3 separate regions of the Drosophila melanogaster genome follow, and all the other regions are linked to region 2. The links are chromatin contacts, called in public Hi-C maps. All regions are on one chromosome and are shown on one strand. The core of a region is the stretch at or near the end of the contact, and the rest is flanking DNA. Distances in the headings are between cores, read along the strand shown. Region 1 holds the start of SoxN (SoxNeuro). Region 2 holds the start of raw (raw,). Region 3 overlaps Sema1a (Semaphorin 1a).

What was found. A called contact is a pair of places that touch in the nucleus more often than the background predicts.
Region 1: a contact with region 2 is called in a Hi-C map of the Kc167 cell line, with 1.9 times the contacts expected there. A contact is called at or near these places in 29 of 107 Hi-C or Micro-C datasets (the Clone 8 cell line, the Kc167 cell line, the PNm cell line and 15 more) and 1 of 7 datasets of targeted methods (the Kc167 cell line).
Region 3: a contact with region 2 is called in a Hi-C map of the Kc167 cell line, with 2.6 times the contacts expected there. A contact is called at or near these places in 6 of 107 Hi-C or Micro-C datasets (the Clone 8 cell line, the Kc167 cell line, the S2 cell line and 1 more) and 1 of 7 datasets of targeted methods (the Kc167 cell line).

Annotation. Positions count from the first base shown.
Region 1 is chr2L:8,824,203-8,828,035 of dm6, forward strand. SoxN (SoxNeuro) reads left to right here and starts at 1,443. Exons shown (of 1, transcript NM_079996.3): 1 at 1,443-3,833. The coding sequence starts at 2,292.
Region 2 is chr2L:8,738,938-8,742,467 of dm6, forward strand. It overlaps raw (raw,), which reads right to left and starts at 1,723. Exons shown (of 9, transcript NM_080050.3): 1 at 1,448-1,723. The coding sequence starts at 1,476.
Region 3 is chr2L:8,612,081-8,615,853 of dm6, forward strand. The region is part of intron 3 of Sema1a (Semaphorin 1a); the gene reads left to right. Among named protein-coding and RNA genes, the nearest start is that of tRNA:Asp-GTC-1-6, 6.1 kb to the right of the region's middle.

The DNA.
Region 1 (3,833 bases), core at 193-2,692, 85 kb after region 2:
GATGCTTAAGGAGTTGTACAAAAGAAATTTTGATTGTGCTTTAAAGGGAGAAAATGTATATATATTATTTATCGAGGAAATGCAGTTTTTCATATAATTTGTATTTTATTTATTCAAGAACAAAAATGGTCTTCTATATTATTCGTAGTTTACGGATGCAAAAGTATGTTTTATTTTAGCCACAATGGTATTTTTTTTATTTAACACACAATTTATAATTAATATAACTTTTAGAAAAGCCCATAAATCTTGGTTTTGCTCTTCGAGTGTGCAAAAAATCTTCAATTAATCGACTTCCACCTGCACTGCAAGTTGGTGAGTAGTTCTCACCAGCTGAGAACTGCAATCCAATCACTTTGCACTGCTAAAAGTCGCACAAAAAAAAAGAGCCCAACATTTACTCATGGGCAACCCAAAAAACGGAATACCAGAGTCAGCTGAGGAAAAACGCATTCATCGCGGGGTGGTAAATTAAAGGGGGGTGTCGTGGTGGGGCAGATGGTGCCCTAAGACAATGCCGTAGGACGGGCTGGCTCATGTGGCGGATACGTGATACGTGTAAGCCAAACCGCATCAAAGTTCTGAGATACAACTGCCGACTACCGCGAGAGCAGGATACATTTGCAGCTGCACTTGCTTAATAAATTTTTCCATCTGCCGACTGCCTGCCTACACAATTATTCGTGAGCTACCTTGGCAAACCCATTAGGTTAATAAGAAGCGCAGCGTAAGACGCAGAGTGACTATACATACATATATATATATATATATCTATATTATATATCTTTTTGTATGTACATATAGCAGGGCCAAAAAAAAAAATAAAAAAGGAAACCAGGAAAAACTATGCGCGTGAGACGCGCTCTAACGGCGAAAACGCCGCAAACACTAAGGCCCCTGGGTCCCTGGATCCCTGGACTGGGTTGAGAGTACCCATGGCCCGCTCCAGCTCCCCCCGTCCATAGCGTTTCGGCCATGTTTAAAGCTCGAAATTTATACGAGAAATTCCTTCAGAGTCTCTTTCGGCAGCGGAAAAGCGGCAACAGCGCTTGCCATAAACGCAGAGACGACATTTTTATGGCAGCGTTGAGCGCAACGCGGATCGATATAGTGACGGAACGAGATAAAGATACATTCGTACCGCTCTCACCGTCCTCTGATTGGCGGAGCAGTGTGCGCAAAATCCAACCCAGCCAGCGCTCACCGCACACAGATGCACACATGCACAGCAGCGAGTTTATTTGATTTATTAGCAGGCCAGCCACTCGTATATTCATCTCGCTCCCGCACAGGCGACGGGCAATGGAAATGCCGACGCACACTTGGACAGCAGCGACGCACACACAGCTACTCGCGACTCAAGACCAGTTTTTCCAGCCACCCTGTCTGGCGGACCGCACCGCATTTACCGCCTCCTCGAGCGGCCAGCGGCAGACGGTCTCTCATTCGACTCTCGCATTCGCCGTCGTCAGCACACGCGCACGCAACGTACCGCACGGCAGTCGCAGCACGCCATCAGCAGCAACATCACGCAGCAACATCAACTCGGTTGTTCGCTGTCTCGAATTCGGTTTCGTGTCGTATCGTATCCGTATCGTTTCGCATCGCATCGCATCGGTGGTTCTGGTTCGTGCCTCGTCATCAGCTAGCCAAAAAGCGGTGATACGAAAGAAAGAAAAAAAAGTCATCATACAGCCAGGGAAAAAGCAGCGTAGAACGCACCTCGAACAGGTTTCGCCGTCGTCCGGAGAAACAGAAAGGTGCTCAATTCCGCCCAGTGTGGAGGTATTTTTTCGGTGTTCCCGCTTCTCGCATACGAAAAAAAAAAACAACAACCAAACCAAACCAAATATATTTACAACAAAATCTAATACAAACAACAACAATATTCTGAGGCAATTTCGCGTCGGGTTTTAGCAACAATTTTCAAGTGTTTTACGCCGCCTCTTGTTTGTTTGCTAGCAAACAACATATATGTATATCTGATATTTGTGACTGTGGAAAAAACGCAATTCAAGCTGTTTAGCTACAAATCCAAAGATAGCCGAGCGCCACATTTTTGATACGCGTAAAGATACGAAAAACTACGAAATAAAAACTGCAGCGAAAATCAAAATCTCAAAAATCACAAGTGCAACATGGTTTCCCAAAAAATGTTCAAAATGTCTAACTAAGCAAAGAGTAAACTAAAGCTAAAGAGTAACTGCATCTTAGAGGCGAGTATCCACGGAGAACCAACTTTGAGTCAAATCAGCTTTATCGCACCGAAAACTGGAAGTAATCCCCGCAAGATGCTGACCATGGAATCGGATATGAAAGGCAGCCTGCTGCATGCCACCATGCCGCCGCATCACACAAGTGCCGCGTTGCACGGACATGCGGCATCGCCGTACTCCGCCCTAGCTCCCCTTATGAACCTGGGCCAGTCGCACCTGACCCACTCGCAGCTGAGCCATCACAACCACCATCATCACCACATGAGCGCCCATATCGCGGCCAGCCAGAGTCCCAATCCGCTGAGCTCGCTGCAGTCCTCGATGGCGAACACCCTCAATGGCAGCCAGGTGGGGCAGCAGCAGCAGCAACAGCAGCAGCAGCAGAGCTCCCCGCTGCACAGCTCCAGCGAATTGAGTCCCACCCAGAGCAGCATCGGAAGCCATCACATGACATCGCCGGTCAGCCACCAGCAGCACACGCAACAGCAGCAGCACGGGCAGCAGCAGCATCTGGGCGCGGGATCTGCATTGAGCAGCCTAACTGGAGGATCCAGCAACAACAACAACAACAGCGCCACGGCCAACAAGAACCAACAGCACGCGGATCGTGTGAAGCGGCCTATGAATGCGTTCATGGTTTGGTCACGGGGCCAGCGGAGGAAGATGGCCTCGGACAACCCCAAGATGCACAACTCGGAGATCTCGAAGCGACTGGGCGCCCAGTGGAAGGACCTCTCGGAATCGGAGAAGCGACCGTTCATCGACGAGGCCAAGCGCCTGAGGGCGGTGCACATGAAGGAGCATCCGGACTACAAGTACCGGCCGCGCCGCAAGACTAAAACGCTGACCAAGACCAAGGAGAAGTACCCAATGGGCGGCCTGATGCCCGGACAGACGGTGGGCGGCGGAGCACCGGGTGAGCCGGTGACGCCCACGCGGGTGCAAGGTCAGCCTGGCCAGAACCAGTCGCTAAACGGTAGTGGAGGCAGTGCAGCAGCGGCAGCGGCGGCGGCAGCAGCGGCAGCGCAACAGGCGCGCCAGGATATGTACCAGATGAACGCGCCCAATGGATACATGCCCAATGGCTACATGATGCACGCAGATCCGGCCGGAGCGGCAGCCTATCAGACCTCCTACATGGGCCAGCACTACGCGGCGCAGCGGTACGACATGGGACACATGTACAACAACGGGTATGCGATGTACCAGACGGTGTCCGGCGGACAGACATCGCCGTACGGCAGCAGTCTCCAGCAGCCCGGATCACCGTCGCCGTATGGCGGCAGTAGCTTGCAGCAGCAGCCCGGCAGTCCGACTCCGTACGGCGGAGGTGGAGGCGGTGGCGGTCAGGTTTCCTGCCAGAGCCACAGCCCCAGCGACTCGAGCATCAAGTCCGAACCGGTGTCGCCCAGTCCCAGTGCCATAGCGCTCAACAACAACAACAACATCAACAACAATCACATCATGAAGCGGGAATACAGCTCTGCAGCGGCGGCAGCAGCAGCAGCAGCAGCGGCAGCAGCCGCCGGCGGCGGCGAGCTGAATCACCTGATGAATATGTACCATCTGCCGGATGAGCAGCGCCACCTGCTGCACTATCAGACTGACTCGCCCGAT
Region 2 (3,530 bases), core at 473-2,972:
AATCAAGAAGATCACAAAAGCGTTTTCCCTCGCATTCTCAACATTTGTATCTCTCTTTTTTTCGGTCAGCAAAGTACACCGCATATAGAGTGCCCTACAAAATCTGAGTACTAGTTAAATATTTATTCCAGTGAAATAGACTGATAAAAGGCCAAACAATTAATCTTAATACGCAGAAGTACCGTTCAAGATTGTGGAAAATTTCGAAAATTTTATACGGTGCTCTTAAAACATTCTGAAACAAACTGAAACAAGCGACCTAAAACTTATTTTTAAGTGTATTTATGTTTATAAGCCAAAATAAAATCCTACAAGTTTAAAACATTTTTATTGCTTAGATAATTTATTTACCAAAAAGTTATCACGAATGCAAATATACCTGTGCTGCAGTTACTGCTTCTCCGTAATTGCTTTCTGTTTTGTATAACAACAATAATATTTATTTCATAATATTTACTTTATTTTCCAAACAGTGCATTGTTATTTGGCCGGTAATGTTTACTAATTTGCGTGCTGTTGTCATTGCAAAAAATGTACCAACATGTTACATCTTTGTGCACTTTTGTTTCCGGCTTTGTGACAATTGAGTGCATAAACTTAATTACTGTCAAGATGTCACAACAGCAAGGCAATTGGATGATCGAGTGATATACTATTTGTTTTCAGAGATATAAGGAAACACTATGAAGACTCATTTCATGCTTTATGTGTTCGGGAAATAAAGTTCTTGAACATTTCATGTATACAACACTATTAATTATAGTATTCTCAATTATTCTCTTTTGATTTGTACGTTGTTTACTGCTGGCAGTTTTTTTTTTAAATTTCTTTAAAAATTACGTTTTTTTTTTACCATTCACAACTTTGGCCTCCAACTTAGTGTTTACTCCTTTTCTTGAAAAATGAGGCTAAGAAAGCCTGGGAAAATTACCTACACATCAACAAAGTGTAAACAATGATTTTTGTGAAAATAGACCAAGTTTTTTAACTCGCACACAAAAGCACGGAAATTGGCGAAAGAAACGAATTCAACTAACGGACGAAAAAGCTTAGGTCATTGACCAAAAAAAGAAATAACATTGCAAAGAGCGCTAGACTGCTCAGCTCTCTCTTACTATTTCTCTTTATAGTTCGAACACGTTTTCCAAGTAAAAATCCAACGACGCCACTTTTACCTGCGTTTGTGTGTGTGTGTGCATAGGTGAGTGAGCTCCCCACTCACCTATGCACACACACACGCGAGCGGTACAAAACCATTCTGTTATTTTCCTTGTTTACAAAAGCAACAAAACCAAATTGTTGTTATTGCTTTTGTATTGCTACCAAAGAGGCGCGCTTACGTCATTCATAATATTAAAGCGCAAAGAGAGAGTCTAGAACTACAACAACAGCAATAAGAGCACGAAAGCAATCTGGCACATGCTGTTTTTGTTGGGACTGAAATTACCTGAGGAATAATTTAACCATTTTGTGCATTTTGCGCTCTCTTCTCGACTATTTTGTTTAATCAATTCTTTACGGCAGCTCCATTGTTTTCAGACCGCACTCTCATTTGCGTGGAGCCGATTCACTTGGCACGTTTTAGAAAAAAACAAAACATCCTTTGGTTTATTACTCAGCAAGCATTTGGTTCACTGTTGTCACATTTTAAACAATTAGTTTATTGTATTTGCATTAGGAAACTGTTGGGTTCTCTTTAGATTTCTAAATTCGTCTCTGGTGTGACCAGCTGGTGGAACGGCGAAAATACTATCGAGTATTTGGTAACACTAATGCTTGTACAGAATGTTAACATTTGTGAGTGAATTTTGTAAGTTGGTTAACACCACGTAAAAACTGTGAAACTTATTTAATTAATATATATTATATATTAAAGCATGCTGTCTTTGCAGCAGTGCTGATATCTTTTATAAAAAAACAACTTAAGATGAAAAAGAGGTAAAATATATTGTAAGAGTTCACATTTTCGGTACCTGATTGTTTCCATATACACTTGGGTAAATAAGTACAAAATTCATTTGTCGAGAAAAAGTTACATTGGCACCATTGTATAACAGTTCAAAGTTAATGATGTTTGATGCTGCCAATGTAAATTCTTCAGATAACGAGCCTTGCCATCTTAATAGATTAGGAATACAAGCGTTGCCACCAAAATTTTAACGAACGTATACTCAGTTGTATTCGATGGTTGTTGTCTTGGGTGCATGTAAAAATTAGCAGAAGAGCACTTTTTTGTGTTAAAATTAACATTTCAATAACATTGTAAAATTCTGTTAGGTAACAGTATCACAAATTTAAATCTATGTTATATTTGCTCTGATCTAACTTTTGCAAATTATTCAAGATTATTTTAAAATCCTGACATCGTGGGTATATCTGCATTATTATTAATGAAATGTTGTATTAACAAAATACGGAATGTGGAAATTAGAAAATTTTTTCTTTAAGATAATAGAAAAATTAGTAAAATCTTAATGTTCCCTTTTTAAATGAAAAATGTCTTTTCGAATAGTTCTTATTTACTAAATGTATATAATTTTGATTTGGAAGTGCCACTTCCAAGTGATATCAAGAATTAAGTGCTTGTGGCTAGTCATATCTGAGAAAGTGCATGAAGACTTGTAATACTTTGCCGCCTCTGCTGATTTAAGTATATTTTTAAAAGACAATTAAATGATTTGCCTGCAAGTGTTGCAGTAATGAATGGACCCAGAAGTGTTTGCTTCTTAATTGGCAATTTCCTAATGGCGAAATGCGTTTTGCACCTACTTTAAATGCCACCTTGGCGTATTGTTTTGGCTTAATTTAAATTACCTGTTTGAGTAATGAACAGTCTCAGCCACGGGCTGCAACAATAATAACGCGACTCTCAACTCATTATGCATTGTTTATTGCCACTCAAAGTAGCATTTTCACCCTCTTTCCAGCATTTTCCGAGCACTGCAGCATTACTCTTAATGCATGTGCAACAATAGGAAACTCCACTTCCACTTTTCTTCGCCCACCAACTCTTCTTGTGCACTGATATTTGGCTTTTCGCAGAAACAGTCGGAAAAACAGCAGCCTTTTCCTTAACATTTTCTTGTAAATAAATATCTATTAATAAGAAACTTACATAAATCATTTAAAAGGTGTGTATATATAAAACTATAAATTAAGAATTCGCTATTTATAAATAATTATGAATTGAATAAGTAAATCCCTTAAAATCATTTTGCTAGCAAAAATAGCAATTCAGTTATTGAATGGCCCCATTTTCATCTAAACTGGGATTTTCCCGATAGCTTTTCCTCGCAGCAGTAGGATCAGTGCAGTCACCGGATTTATATTGGCACATCCAGGTGTTCCTGGATGGCAAGTCAAGTCTGGCACTTCATTATGCACATTAAGATACAAGTTCTTTTCGCACTGACGAGGTGGTATCTTAACTTAATTTAACCAACTAGGGGCCAGCGGGCGGTCCTCTGAGGGGGCGGGTTTTCCGTGTGTGCCGCTAATGGGCTTAATAAAAAATGCAACATTTTGATTTA
Region 3 (3,773 bases), core at 836-3,335, 130 kb before region 2:
GTGAATTTTTCCGACTTTCATTGTGTATCACGTGCGATTAGAAGAGGCTGCGTGTGTGTGTGTGTGTGTGTCATCGGCAGTGGCAGCCGTCAAATCGATCGATACGTATTACAATACCAGCGCCAGCTGGGGATGGACCTGTGGTGCTGATGTCGGCGGTGGTGGTGGTGGTGATGGTGATGATGATGGTGGTGGTGGTGGATGCGGTGGCTCGGCCCCAGATCCCTTAACTTAACTACCCCGTATGGTGAGGTCCTTTGTGCTGGCTTTGCTTCCACTTCAATCATAACTGTGTTCAATTGTTGTTTTTATTACCACATTTTCCTTCACCTTTCCGGGCGAGAAACAAAGGCAGCGAGAGCGGTAGCAAATTGGTTGGCTCTACTTCCTCCTGCCGTCGTTATCCTTTGCAGTATATATATATATTTTTTTGTTATGTTTGTGCTTCTTTTACGGTTTCAGTCGAGCAACCTTTACATGCTTATCTTGCGGCCTGTGTCTGTTTCCTACCCCGATTACTCCCCCTCGTCGTCCTTGCCGCGATTTTCCGCATGAACGGCGGTCATGTGTGTGTGTGTGTGTGTGCATCTGTGTGCGAGGACCTTCTGCCCACAGTTTGCAACAATTGCGCATAATATAAATTAATAATGCAACAATTGCATTTTGTTATGCTTCCATCTCCACGCTGTTGTGCCACTGCTGATTTCATTAAATATTTTTGTTGCCCTACCCACTCGTCCTTATCAGTAGCCAGAAGAGAACAGGATGTCAAGAGGTACACTGAACAAAAATTAAGTGAAATGAAAAATGAATATATCTAAATATATATATCTATATCTATCTATCTATAGGCTAACCTTACCGTTTCTAAGGACATAAGCTCTTGTGATGTTTGGAATGTGACCTTAAAGCTTTTAATTTGCAATTTGTTATGCGTTTTTCATTCAGTATAGGCGCTTTTCATTGCTTTTGTCCCTCTCACTTTTACGAGGCTGCTGTAGACATGGGCATAACCATTAAGTGTGATCTGCAGGACCTGCCGCGTTGAATGCATTTGGCATACTAACCGAAACCAACCAACCAACCAGCAACTCCTGGCTCCTTTACGACCCCGTTAAGGTCGAAACGAGTTTTCCTTTTCTTTTGCCTGCTTCGTTTTGTATTGTTTGTTCTATCAAATGTCGAACAAGATACGTGTTGGGCTTTTTAATGACAATGGGTGGGTGTGGCAATCGAGATTTGCTGTCAGACATAACTAATTACGGGAGTGCAGAGATTATTGTAGTTTTCGACTTGCGAACTACAACTAATGATGCTATGCTGCTTTTATATGAGTCATAAACAAATTTATGTTTGATGCGTGAGCTTAAGTTTGAACAAAATCTCAGATACACAAAATGTGCTAATGGGAAAGTCAGCCAGTTAGCAATGCAGAGAGTTCGCTGACATACTTAGCAATCGATGGGGTTTACTCTTAAAATTCCTCCACACACTTAAGCGAATTTCCAACTCTACTATTTCAATTAGCATTTCTCTCTAATTAGAAGCAAGCTATCCCCAGGGCAGAATATCGATTCCGGCCTATCAAAATGCCATTGACTAAGCAGAAACTGCAATGGCCACGCCATCGAAGGCTCATTATCAGAAAATATCAATATTAATTAGTGTGTATTACGTGACAACTTTCGCCCAGTCCTGGACACCAAACTAACTTGGCCACCAGTTCGGGGAGATCCTGCACAAAGCCTGGTCATAATTGTTTTCCGACCTTACCATGGGAATGGACCGAGGCTGGGGAATCGGAAAATCAAGCAACTCGTCCTGGATGGGATGGTAGGATGGATGGATTAACAAAGCGATTCGCAACGACATTAACATTTTCATCAGACCTCGGGCTCAATTTCAGTACCATACCCAACGAGTTGACGTCGTAATCCATCATCGATGCCATTTAGTGAGTTGGGGGGGTGGGAGGCGATGAAGCTTTGAATTTTTATGATTATTATGTATTTGTGCGTTGCGAGGGTCTACCGCGGGGCAGAACCTGCAATAGATGGCTTACTATCAGCGATTCCGCTGACTTAACCATTTATCGCAACTCATGGCGCACGTTTCTCATTAGTCTGGCTTCCACCACCATCGACACACATCCGGCTCCATTGTTGTCCGCGTTCTTGAACAGTGGGGATTACTTGTGAAAAGGGTTAAATTCTGGGATCAGACCTTTATATGACTATATACTTTTGTTTTGCTAAAGTAAAATCGGATAGAAAAAAGCTGGCACGCTCTAAGTTATTGATTTCTGATCTAGAACGCATAACACATACCACATCATATTAAATGAAATTCTAAGAGTAGAAGGAGCTTATTTGAGCACGTTACGGAGTCAGCAATCCTAAAAATGAAAGGGGATCCTATAGGGTTTTCGAAAACCAATCATTTATGAAAAGTTTTCAATCTTGGGTTATCTGATATATGTATTTCTTTGAGAATCATTAGTTGTGCCCCCTATCGACTTTTTCGTACCCATTGTGCTTGCGCTCCATTCGGTGGGTGGCAAAGTGGCAATAATGATGACTGACTTCTACAAAGACACCTCCTTCCATTTGCCTCCTGCCGGCGGACTGTGAACACGTTTAATCCGCTTGCCACAGATTTCTATCACTGTCATGGCTGTTTGTTGTAGCCAGTGCCCCCTGTTAATGTCGCCGGCATTCGAGCCAAGCCCGGCTGCTTGTCACAGTCTGCTATTGTCAGCGAACATCGATACCGCCGGCTGTGGCTTCGTCCTGCGGATGAAAACGGAGCTGTTTTTATTTTGTATTTCCCGCTCCTATCCCGGATCCTTTGGGTTAACATCGACGCCAGTGTCGGATCTGTGCGCGGACTTGCCTCTTTTTTTTTTAATGATACACAATTAGTGGGATGATAAATGGTCTGTCAAATGCAGCATCATCAGGAAGAAGCTGAGCAGAAGCCAGTCAACCCTGGTCATCCTGTACACTGCTGCAAAAAATGCAATTCAAATTTAAAATCTAAAGAAACATAAAATAATGAATGAGTTATTTCTTATCCTGTAAATATTGATAATGACTTGGAGTTATTAAACATTAGTGACATCGTTTTCCATTAAACTAAATGATAGTAAGAGATTTTCCCAGTGTATTTTCACTTCGCTTCTTAATAACAGTACTGAAGTTGGCCTGCGCCTTTGTTGTAGTTTTCCCATTGATATTAGTAGCTTTCTTTGTAGCGCCAAGTGAAACGTATCGGACAGATAGAAAAGAATAACAAAAAAAGATATATATATATATATACATATATTTGTTGGAAAGGGAATAAAAATAAAGTTGGCAGCGAAAGGAAAATAAACTAATGATGCCAGCACCCAGATATTGGATATTAATTGCTACAAATAACAAGATGCGCCGGCTGCATTCTGCGTCTTTGGCAGCCCATGGAGCAAACCATGGAACCCCCGAGCGAGGAAAGCGACAGAATCAATTAAAACGACTGAAATAAATTGTAGACACAAAGTACGACTAAGCAGTTGGGGGCAAACTGTCTGCCGGACGGATATAGCAGGAACTAATTCTGATTAGTGTCGTCAGAGTCCCGGCAACTGCAACCCCAATAAATTAGGGGGTGGAAATCAGCCTGATATCTTGATAAAATTATATACATTTATCAGAATGACTACTTACTTACTCGTATTAGAACGTACTGTGAATTGGATGAAAGTACTGAATGACGTCATAGATCATAGATAAATT